2 separate regions of the Rattus norvegicus genome follow, and region 2 is linked to region 1. The links are chromatin contacts, called in public Hi-C maps. All regions are on one chromosome and are shown on one strand. The core of a region is the stretch at or near the end of the contact, and the rest is flanking DNA. Distances in the headings are between cores, read along the strand shown.

Region 1 (6,325 bases), core at 892-3,391:
ATCAGAGCAGTTGCTTCCCTGAATTTTGGAGATTTTTCAGCAACAAGAAGAGATCTTCAGTGTGTGTGTGTTTGTTTGTGTGTGTGTGTGTGTGTGTGTGTGTGTGTGTGTGTGTACCAGACACTTGTGGTGTACATGTGAGTGACTTTCCTCAAGTACTCCTCCAAGGAGTTCCAGAAGAAGGGAGCCAGTTTGGAGCAATGACCCCTCCCCTACCATCTGCAAAGTGGCTCTTCCCTTCCTCCTAAAAGGTCTTTTAATCATTGCTTTTTCTGGACTCCCTGGGTCTTTTCCTGATAACTATAAGGTGTCTATGCAATTGGAACAGCACTGCCATCCAGCCCCTGTGTAGTCAGAGGATTCCCTGAGATAGGGGGTTGGCACTGATGGACTACACCCACTACAGACTGAGCTCACCCAGTATAGCCCTATCTGGTTGTCTCTGGTTCTGTGGGTTCCCAAGTCTGTGATAGGACTGGGCATGTGAGGGCTGAGAACAAAGGGAAGGGTTAAAAAACAAAGCAGGGTGGAGGGGCCGCTGAGAGATTTATTAGCTAAATATTTTCCGGATGTTTTCACAGTTCTTTAAGTCTAATCCAGGGGGAGGCTACGGGACTCAGTCAAATGCCTTCATGGGCTCCCACCCTCAGTTGGCCCCCTAGTTCCTCACTCCCAACATCACCCAGTCCTCCCCTCCCCCACTGCCTCGCAGTTCACTCCCCTCTTTCAGGCCCCTGCTTTCTCCCTCTCTTAATATACATGCCACTGCTTGACAAGCTTTTCAGCTTAACATGCATTTTAAATGTTTTAGTTTTTAAAGATTTCCTTACTTTTATTTTATGTGTATGTATGGCTATTCTGCCTGTGTACCATGTGTGTGCAGTACTCACGGATGCCAGAAGAGGGTGTCAGAGCCCTTGCAATGGGAGTTACAGACTATCATGGGCCACCACCAAGGAACTGGGAACTGAACCCAGGTCTTCTGGAAAAGCAGTCAGTGCTCTTGGCTACTAAGCCTCTCCAGCCCCTTAATGATATTCTTTAAGCATATTTATATTAAGCTAGGTGTGTGGTGGCACACATCTGTAATCCTCAGGACATAAAGGCAGGACATCACAGGTTTGAGCCAGCCTGGGCTACAGAGAGACTTTGTTTGAGGATGGGCAGGCAAATGAGAGGGAGTATGTTTCTAGTAACAAATATATTTTCAGCCACTTCCAATGTTTACTACTAATTCACATTTCAACAAATTACTACTTAAAGTCCCCCAGCGACGTATACTGAGGCTGCTTCCTTTTTAAAATTCTTTTTCTATTAAAACAAGCAAAAACAACATCCTCTGTGCTGTTGTCTGTCTTTCTGGCTGAGGTTCCTATATGTGGTTGGACCAACATTGTCCGGCTGCTCTTTAGAAAGGTCAGACCAGGTTGTGGTCTGCTAGGATGTCAAGACAGGCTCTTTCAGACCACAAAGAACATTTAGCAGTACTGTTGCCAGCTGTAGAAGAGATGCTGTGAGAGGCAGGAGGCACAGTACTTGCCAGTGGGGACTTGTGCTCATGTGTGACATGTATTGGAAATCTGGGAGCCTTTTGGGGGTTCCAGGAAAAGGCTCTAGGGGTCCCTGGCTTCTCAGCAGCCTTCCATACTAGCTTCTGCTAGTGTGTGCTACCTACTCTTATCATGAGATTATTCCATCCCTATAGGACTGAGTCTTTGGGGGCATCCATGCTGGCCTGGCCTGTCCCTTGGAACCCTACCCCAGTAGGTTTCAATGGGTGCCTGGGTGTGAGCTTCTGGTTCAGCCTTTCTGGTCCAGGTCTGAGGAGCTGGGATGTGTGTAATGGGCAGTGGACGGTCCATTTCCCTGTCTGCCTTTAGCTCAGCCTTTTCTTGTTAGAGGCTTGTGCAAGGCCCCACCACGAGGGGCTGGTTGGAGCCGGGAGCTGAGTGGGGATCCCTCTTGGGGCACAGTGATGGCTCTGTTTCCTCCTCCGCCTTGCCAGGAGCCCCCATTCACTGCAAGGAGAGTCACACATTCCCCCTTGACATAAGAATAGAGCCCAACTGTGCCCCAGGACAGAGTCCAGCTTCTTCAGCCGGCCCTCGAGGCCTGGCAAGGGCTCCCAGATGGTACTGGCATGAGTGGGCCCTGGCTGCCTGCCCTGCCAGCCTCTTGTGCATTGTATGGTTGGGACAGTGGGTTCAGTGTATATGCCTGTCCGGGCCCCAGGAACCCACCATGACCAGGCTCTGCCCAGGATGGAGGAACTCGTCTTTATATTATCTGCTCTAGGGCTCTGCAGGGTCCCTCCTGTTACCAGCTTTGATGTGCCCAAGGTTTAGCCTTGTTTCTGGAAGGGTGGAAACGGACCCATGCTTGAGAAGGGTAGCATACATAGCAAGCACTGGAGGCTCGGTGGTAAAGGCTGCTAAAGCAGCTGGGGACTCCTAAAGCCTTTTACTGGAACCTCAGGAGTCTGTGGGGATTAGAAAAGGCAAATGGAATAAACAAAGCCCTGGCACCTCCACCCTTAGCCCTGCCTGGGTCTGAGGCAGGACATGCAACATCTGAGAGTCTTCCAGACATGAACACTCAGCAAGGTCCTATTAACCAGGCAAGAGCTCAGAGTGGGGCTGGCAGTATGGCTCAGTGGTAGTGTGTTTGCTTAGTGTACATGAGACACTCTGAGTTTGATCCGCAGCCTGACAAGCTCAAAGCAAATCAGACAGCAACAGAAAAACATATAGTGTTCCTTGGCTCTCCTCGGGGTCATCCCAGGTGGTCTTTACCACACACTCTGGCCTTAAGATCTCATAGCATTTGCTTCTCAAAGTGTATTCCCCAGACGGGCTGCACCAGCCCCTCCTTCAAACTCACTGGCTGGTGTTGCATGTTCTCAGGCCCACCCAGAACTGCCTACTCCAAATCCTGGAGCAGACCTCAGAAGTCTCTGTTGCAGCATTTATACCAGGGACTCTGGTATATGGATCTAGGCAGATCTAATCCCCAAATGCTTCCCGGGGTCAGACAGGTCGGCAGGTGTGTTGACATCACAGGTATCAAATAAAGGGATATAATCATATTACTTGTTTATCTCCCAGCTTACCTACAGATTTCTGTTCATTTTGCAACACTAAGGCTGCATAGAAGCAAATGTTGTCCTGTGTTGAACAGCTATGATTGTCCTCTGAGATCTTCACCTTGACCCTAGAAGTATCACTTACCCTCCTGTGGCTGTCATTACCTCAACAGTGAGTCCCTAGACCATGATCGAGGCTACCCTCTGGCAGGAATCGCAGTTTGAGTCCCCGTGACCCCCTCACTTGATTTGGGAAGACACGTGATTGTATTCGTACAAGGCACCACTCACATTAGTGTTTGGGAAAGTATCTCGAGTTAGCAGTATCTAGGTCTGTCTCTCAGTAAATGTGTGCCTGGTAAAAGAAGGATTCTAGAAGGAGCAGGCTTGGGCACTACCTTTTCAAAGAGAAAGAAAGCATCATTTGTAAGCCTTCAGTGAGAGGGAAGGTATGTAAGCACCTTTAAGGCCTTAGGAGTCTGTGAGACATCATCCCCTGGCTGGATAGCTGTGGGAATGCTGCGTTAGGCATGGCCCTGAGCCCTTTCTGAAGAGGGGAGGGGATACATGATAGGATTCTGGACACTGTCGAGCTGAGAACTCGGGTTTCTGCTGCCCTCCTCCTTCCCCCTGCCCTCCTGCTACCTAAGGGCTACAGTGTCCACTCCACTTTGAATATAGAGCTTTGTCGGTTGGTTTTTGGAGTGGCAGTTGCATGGCCAGCTTTTGGGCCATGTCTCCACCCGACTGGTGAGAGACGCCTTGTGCTTTTGAATACTCTGTGATAGGAGCCTGAGAGGTTCCAGGAAGCTATGGGGCTGTGCAAACACTCTCCCATGAGGGTTATTAGGGGTTTTTGAGGTAAGTTGGACAGGATAGAATACCACATTCTGTATAGGGGCACTGGGAACCTTCTAGGTTTCATTGGGGGAGGGATGAGGTTGGATACAGGAGAGGTTGCTGCAAAACAAAGAGGTCTGAGGCTAGCCCCTCTCACCTCAACCTATACTTGCCACAGCTTCTCAACCCATCAGTGGGCATACATCTCACAGGTGGGAAGATGGTTTTAAATTACATCTGTCTGTTCAGAAATATTGAGTAATGGCATTCATCTAGGTCCTTCTCTTTTCTAAGCATTGTTGAAAATACCTGGCTTATATTTTCTCATGTGATCCACAGACTCGTGATTGCTATTCATCTTACATTCGGGGTACACTGAGTTGCAGAGATGCCAAATGGTTTCCCCATTGCAAGGAGCAAAGTCAGGGTTTATAAATTAGGTCTTCTCTCTCTAGAGCCCAAGGGTTTTTTTTTTTTTTTCTCTGTCTCTCCTAAAGATTGTACTTCATTTTGATGTGTGCATAAGCAGGTGCCTGCAGAGTCCAGACGCACTGGTGTCCTCCGGAGCTTGAGTTACAGACAGTTGTGAGGAGCTCAGTGACATGTGTGTTTCCTAGGAACTGAGCTGGGATGCCCTGAAAGAGTGCACACACACGCTTAACTGCTGGGCCATCCTCCTGCCCCTCCAGGGCCGAGGTTTTGAGTCCTGCCTGTATCTTAACATTGCCCTTCCATATTCTGCTGGTTAGACAGGACTTAACCTCCACCAAAACTCACATCCAAACTTGGTTCCCAGGGTAATGTTACACGGACATGCTGGCTCTCTGACCTTGTAGACGGGTTAATGTCTCTTTCAGAAGCTTGGGTAGTTAGGTCTTCTGATAAGGGACTAGATCTTGGGGGAAGGAAAGGAGGTAATTTTTGTTTGTTTTGTTTGTGGTTTTTTAAATTCACTTTGTGTATGTGTTTGGGCATGCCACAGTGTATGTGTCAAATCAGAAGACAACTTTTGGAAGTCAGTTCCCTCCCCCCCCGACCCCCATGTGGGTCCTGGGGACTGAACTCAGATCATCAGACTTGGGAGCAAGCATTCTTACCCACTGAGCCATCTAGCTGGCCTAGGTTGGGCTTTAAGGGACTAGGTTAGTCACCACAGGAGCTTTTGTCATAAAGCAACAAAACCCCTGGTGTTTGGCCTCTGCAGCATGTCCCTGCTTGTCACCCATGCACTTGTCCTCACCCTATGATGTCATCCTCCATGAGCCCCCTCCCACCTACAGCCAAGTAGATGCTGATTTCATGCATTTGAAAATAAACCTCTTAGGCTGTCACTTAGTCCTACAGCAGGATTGAACCTGCACCTAACAGGACTATTTAGAAGCCCAGTTACATGGGTTTGGGGGAGAACAATAGTGCCCCTCCTTCCTTGGTTCTTTATGGATACTCTCAAGACCCCAAAATTCATCAAGGGAGACAACTAGAAGCGTTTCTAGTAGAGGTGTCTGGACTAGTTCTTGGTGATCGCTCTGTTGTTGGTGGTTGTGTCACTCAGTTGTTGGTAGCTGTGTCTTCTTCTGGGACCCGGGACCCACTATTTCAGCCAGTTCATAGCTGCATGTACGATCAAGGGAGGTAGAAATGTCAAGAGCTGGGAGGCCATCATGGGCCTTCGACAACAGCACCCTTGGTTTTGTTCCTAACAGGAAGTACCTTGAGCTCTTCTCATTACCAGCCCTGGGAAGGTGGCTAATGTTTCTAAACTGACTGTGCTCGCTTGTGGTCACAGGCCTGAGCTCTGTAACCCAGGCTGGTCTTTCCATGTACCCAGGTGTGACATCCTCTTCAGGCTGTGGCTTTGGGTGGAGGCACATAGATGAGAAGAGTCAAAGCTCTTCTAACACCTGTCCCATCAGCACCCATTGGTGATGGCGACCAATGGGGCTCACTTAGTACCAGGGTCAGTTCTTCTTGAGAAAGTATTGGTTCTATCACATGGAACGGTGAAGTTAGCTAACACGGCCCTAAAAGCAGTGCCTTCTGGGACAGTGGCCTGGCAAGGGGTAAAGAGGCACCCCAGTTTCTTCTAGAGAAACCACTGCAGTATGGTTTTGTCTGGTAGCTGGGGAGAGAATAGGTACTAACTCAGATGGAAAGGTTAGTCAGAAAGAAGCTGGGAGCCAATGTGAACCTAGAACTCAAGAATCAGCTGGTCCTGGGGTACTGGTGTATTTCCGTGTGCTCCATGGTTCTGTGTGATGTCCGTGCTTGTAATAATCTTAGGATGAACCTCCCATAGCTCATTGTCTTCCAAGTAGGATGTCACCTTGGTGAGAAGAAGGCCCTAACAAGCCGTTGGAGACTCTGATTAGTCATTTGTCACTGCATGAGAGATTAAGTGAATGG
Region 2 (5,673 bases), core at 20-2,519, 47 kb after region 1:
GGAAAGCGATCAGTCCCGGGTTTCTGCACCACCATTCCCAAGGCCATTTCTGTCCTCAGAGCATGTATGTCCTGAAACTGACACACACCTGTCCTCAGCTTAGGCTCGAAGGTGAGTTCTTGGGCGGTATTCCCCAGTGCACCTCATCTACAAGCAGACACGGTAGGGTTGGGGGCGGGGCAGCTGATAGTGGCTCTCACAGATCTGGCTTTACTTAACCCCCAGAAACATGAAATCTTGTTTGTCTGTTATTGTTTGTTAGAAGATATCTTAGCAGATGTTACTACGTTAAGGCTCTTGAGATTGTCCCAGGTTGTCTGGGTAAACCTTAATGTAGTCAAAGGTGACCTTGGCAAGGGGGCTGAGGTAGAGATAGGAGTTCGAAGGGTTAAGGAAGATCGTGTCGAGGGAGGCAGAGGCTGAAGGGACAGCAGTAAGAGGAGTGAGCAGCTACCAGGAGCTGAAGTAGCAAGAGTCTTCAGTAGACTTCTAACACCTAGTGGTCATCCTCCTCAAGTTGACTTCCAAGGAAAAAGGACCTTCCAGAAGTTCAGCTTCAGACAAGGTTTGATCGGGTTGTTTAGTGAATGTTAGCACACCATGAAGTTTCTGCCCTTGCTTCTTCCTTCTCTTTTTCTCCATCCCGTCTTCTCCATCGACTCTATTCCTTGATGAGCTGTCCAGAAGCCCACCTTCAAGCTTCAAGCTTGCTTGTCCTCATAATACCTCTTTCCCCTAATAATTCCAACCAGGGTCCAAGGATTCATTCTCATAGGTCTGTCTTGTGTCATGGGCACACCATTGAAACAGTCACTCTGGCCAGGGCACAAGATCTGCTAATAAGCCAAGCTGAAATCATTGGTTCCATAAACTGTGAGCACTGAAAACAGAAACTTGTGGATCTCTCACCAGGGGAGGGTTCTACGTGATCGCCAGTGGCAGGGGGATGCTGCACAGATCTAAAAGTTATAGGTTGCTTCTGGCCTTGTGGCAGCAAAACCCAGTGGCTTCTATTCCCTAGCTATTCAGGAGAGCCCAAGCCTCTGCTGGCAGAGGAATCTCCCTTCATTTGTTGGGGAATCCGGCAATAGCAGCAGCTACTCTCCTGGTGGGGTACAGAGAGGTATCCATTTGAAAGCCCCATTATCAAAGCATCTTTGAACTTCTGTTGGGCTTATGTGACTAATATTGGATGTGGGGAGGGAGGCCTGTGCCGGGAAATGGGAGAAGGAAGTATGGACCAGCACTCTCCTACAATAGGGCGTTCTTTGGCACTGTCTTAGTGGGGAGAGGGGTGAACTCACTGGAAGGGCCAGAGCAACAAAGGAACTGCTGTGGCTGGATGGGAAAAATAAAAATTTGAAAAGGCTTCCTGCCCTCCCTCATCTTTCAAAACCCCCACCCCCATTCTCACTCGAAATTGGCACCCTCAGGCTTGAGTCTAAAGGAAGCCTTTGGCCTGGGAGGGTAACCACTTATCAAGCCTTGTTCCATGGTGGACAGGGGAAAGCCAATTGAACAGAGTTTTAGAACCAGATACAGAAGACCCTGCCTGCAGTGTGATGTCTGATTAACACCTGGGCAAGACTACAGCTCTGATAAAGTCCCTGGGCCACCTGGGGTCCCATCCAGGTGCTGTGCTGTCTCCTGTGTTCAGATCCCAGCACAAGCAATTGAACTGGATTTGAGCTGCTTTCTCAGCCAGCTGCCCATGACCGTAGAACCCGGAAGGCTTAAAGGCTTCAGGTGACCCTGCCTTAAATGAGGAGATGACTACTAAATGACATAGTGCGTGAAAGTGTTTAGGACACAAGCTTATTGTCCTCCTAAAACTGAACTGTCACCGCCTGTGAAGCACTGAGACATCAGGGTCTGGAAGGGTTTCCAGCATGGCCTGGTGGATACAGTCAAATACCCAGTGCCTTGTACAGCAGACAACTTGGTGCATGTGGTCATTTGGTATCACTGATGTGTCAGACTTTCCTAGAGTTATTGTCTCCATGTTTTGGAGCAGAGGTAGTGGTGTTGGAAGCGTTGCTGGGCACTTGCCCCACAGAAGTCAAATAAGTGATTCATTGTGCTCTACGGAGGGAAGGGGAATGGGTTATAGGGACTCTCCTGGGGTGAGGGCCCTTGGGAAGGCACACACACGTATGTGCACACACGAGAGACAGAGAGACAGACAGACAGACAGACAGAGACAGAGACAGACAGATAGCAACTGAAATATCCCTGCCCATCATGAGATGGGTGTAGAGGGAGCAGATTCTGACTTCCCTCAGAATGACAATGAAGTGGTGTCAGCCGGCCCTGCCTGGCTATTACTTTAACGGAAACCCCATTACAATAGCATTATGTCACAGTTAGCTTCAGCTGTCAACTTGATGCAGCCAGAGTCACCTGGGAAGACCGAATCTCAACTGAGAAATTACTCCCATCTGATTGGCCCGTAGGCATGCCTTTGGGGGCATTTTCTTGTTGATGTTGGAGGCCACAGCCCATGGTATGCAACGGGCTGTGCAACAAGGGTAGTTGAACAAGCTATTAAATAGCCTTCCCCTGTGGTTTCCACTTCAAACTCCTGCTCTGGCTTCCCTGGATGATGGACTGCAACCTGTAAGCCCAATAAACCCTTCCCTCCTCCCCAAGTTGTTCTAGGTCAGTATGTTATAACAATAACACAGAAACCAAACCAGTACCTCCAAGTCACCGCTTCCAGCATCTTCTTAACCAGCTCTGGGAAATACAGCCAGAGACAAAGGCCCAAGAGCAAAGTCTGCTTTCGTTGGGCATAAAAGATCCATCCTTTCTGGGTGCTTCTCCTGATGTCTTCACAGGACACAGGACGTCCTGAAGACCCTGGTCCTTCCCCCAGGCTGTGCTGTCTGCTACAGGACTCACCACAGAGTGGAGAACTGTTGGTGACTAAGAACCTGCAGGCCAGTAGACATTGTAGGAACTGAGATCTCCAAGCGCACTAGAAATTACCATCAGCTACCATCAGGAAGCTCAGCATGTCTGGAAGGGCGAAGAAGGGGAGACAGGTACTGAGGAAGGTATAACTTAAGCTAGCTAGTTCGGGAATTCAGCTTAAGCAGAAATATCTGTGTCACTTGACGTTATTCACATGGATTTCACATCCATCCCCATGGCTTCTGCACATCAGATGCCTTTCATGTGCCTTGCAAGTTCTATGCTGGGCATCGTGGAGTGCGTCTGTAATCCCAGCAGTCCAGAGGCTGAGATAAGTGAGCTCGGGCTACCCAGGGAGGCCCTGTTTTAAAAACACACAAAACCTTGAACTGGAGAGGGGGCTCAGTGGCTAGGAGTACTTGTGTTCAGAGTGTGGGGACATGAGTTCAATTACCCAAAAGCCCTGTTAAAATCCAGGTCCTTGACCATGCACATACGTGAGACCCCAGGACAGGGGTGTGGGTCGGGTAGAAAGATGACTGGTCACTAGTCTAGCTTCAGGTTCAATGAGAGAAGCTGTGTCAATAAAGATAGACACACACACACACACACACACACACACACACACACACACACCATATACCTACACAACAAAGCCTTACATCTTGTATGTGCCAGGAGTGTTATCCTGATCAATTACAAAATGAACTTTAAAATTCTTAACACAGGATTTCTTTCACCCTGGAGCAGAGCTATAAAAGTCTTTAAAAGCTCAAGGGTGAGCTCTCTGAGGAATAGATTTAAGTCAGGGTTGCTGGGAGTTAACTCTGGCTTTGGTGGTAAGCTGCACCAGTGCTTATAAGCCTTGGTGTATTAATACCTGGGATAGAGTCTATCTGCATTGATAGATTGTTTGTTTGGTGGTGGTGGTGTTTGCTTGCTTGCTTGTTTGTTTTTTTCTGAGAGTTGATGTTAGCCTCCAACTTAATATCCTCCTACCTAAATCCCCCAAGGAGCACCTGCTTACACCACTGTACTATGCTATGTTGTAGGTGTTTTAGTATCGAAGCCAAGCAGCCTCCAATGGTAGGCACCGTAGCATCCATTCCCATGGGCACTTGCTAATCCCTGCAACTTGTCTGTGGTGGGTTACATGAAAAGAACTCATGTCGTGGGTGCAATTACAGTGGCAGATAAGCTGGCCTTGAACTGGCAAGGCGCCATAGAACAGTCAGTTGGGTGCGGCATGATCATTGGGGTCCTTAGATGTGGAGCAGAGAGGACAGCGTGAACAGGGTGTAATATTTCATGGATGACTGTGAAAATGGAGGAAAGACCCTGGCCAAGGACTGAGCATCCTATGGAAGCAGGGAAAGACAAGACAGCCTCCTCCAGAGGGAGCTCAGTCTATGACCTTGACCTGTGATCCTCACATAGTCAGAGGCTAGAAGAGTGTCATCCCAGCACACATGGAGACTGCTTCAGCAGCCATGGGAGCTAGCTAACCCAGCCAGCACCACTGTGACAAATAATAAATGTCTCCAAGCACCTGGGGGTGTGGGTGGGGGAACAGAACTACCCTGATTCAGAAATGCTAACTACCCAAGTTGCTGTATTGCTTCCCTAGAAATGGAGAGGAGGCTGGGAGGAGATTGAGGGGGAAATGGGTGTCCCTAGCCAGTTCTGCTAGCTCTGCGAGGTGGGGAAAAAGGTGGTGTCAAAGCTGACCCCCCACTCCCAACCCTGTGCCTCTGGAACTATAACTCTATGTCATCAAGGACAACATCCCTGTCTGGGCTTGTACCTCTTTTGATGGAACTAGAAAAGAAGCCAAACTGTCTTTAGCTATACTATAAAAGAGAATATATATAAAAACCTCAATAAAACACTAAAATGTCAGTCACAGCAGGATTGGAGTCAAGACCTCAGCAAGGAGAGCCAGAGAACAGGCAGGGTGCCCCTGGGACAGTTTGTGGGAGTCAGGGGTGGGGAGAAGAGGCCAGGGAGCCCAGCCTGTGCTGCAGGCCACCAAGCCTGGGCTCTAGGCCAGGGACATAGCCCCTGGTTTCTTGGGCCCAACCCTGCGCTGTAATTCTGTTTATTTCATTGAATATGAAATCCATATGGTTCTGATTTAATCCTTTTGGCCATCATCTTGGCGTGGCTTTGGAGCCAACAACCACTCGGAGAGCCTTTGAATTTTTTTCTGGAGAAGGTGGGAAGCTCTGCTCTTCCAGGATTCAGGGGGTAACCACAAGGCTCACATTGGATTTCAGGGGCCTTTGCAGGAGTCCAGAGAGGGAGGTGAATGAAGGAAGTTGGTTCTTATTCTGGTCCAGGACTCCAGGCTGGGTCTGACCGAAGGAGATTTTGGACTTCAAAGTAGATCTGAGTACTGGAGGGCTGCCTTTGGGTCCCAGGTGTGCTTAGTGCCAGATATCCATGTATACCCTGCTTCTTCATGGGAGTCACATGAGAGCTATGGGCTTTGCTTTGCTATGTTGGGTAGCAGCTGGCCATATCTGGGGCAGATAAAGGTTTGCAGAGTGACCTGATTTGATTATTCCATGTCGGGCATCTCTGGTTGGTTCCAGCTGCTGTACTGAGGTCAGTGATTCGAAACTGTCAGCGTGCACTTGAACCATATGCCCCAGAGGTTACACAGACATGGGCCCCACTTGGGGGTTTCAGCGTTAGGAAATCTGAGTGGCCCCAGAGCCTGCATTTTCTGATAGATTCCCAGGTGAGGTAACACTGCTG

Evidence for each region. A called contact is a pair of places that touch in the nucleus more often than the background predicts.
Region 2: a contact with region 1 is called in a Hi-C map of Schwann cells, with 2.1 times the contacts expected there. The contact joins two enhancer-like sites. A contact is called at or near these places in 3 of 12 Hi-C or Micro-C datasets (Schwann cells, mammary epithelial cells and psoas muscle).

Annotation. Positions count from the first base shown.
Region 1 is chr10:52,712,945-52,719,269 of GRCr8, forward strand. All of the region lies in intron 1 of Gas7 (growth arrest specific 7), which reads left to right. Among named protein-coding and RNA genes, the nearest start is that of Gas7, 64 kb to the left of the region's middle. Within about 2 kb of position 2,142, at least 45 of the 93 cell types and tissues checked have an H3K27ac peak or open chromatin away from gene starts, as enhancers often do. A contact at or near this core is called in Schwann cells, where this site is marked.
Region 2 is chr10:52,760,547-52,766,219 of GRCr8, forward strand. All of the region lies in intron 1 of Gas7 (growth arrest specific 7), which reads left to right. Among named protein-coding and RNA genes, the nearest start is that of Gas7, 110 kb to the left of the region's middle. Within about 2 kb of position 1,270, at least 2 of the 93 cell types and tissues checked have an H3K27ac peak or open chromatin away from gene starts, as enhancers often do. A contact at or near this core is called in Schwann cells, where this site is marked.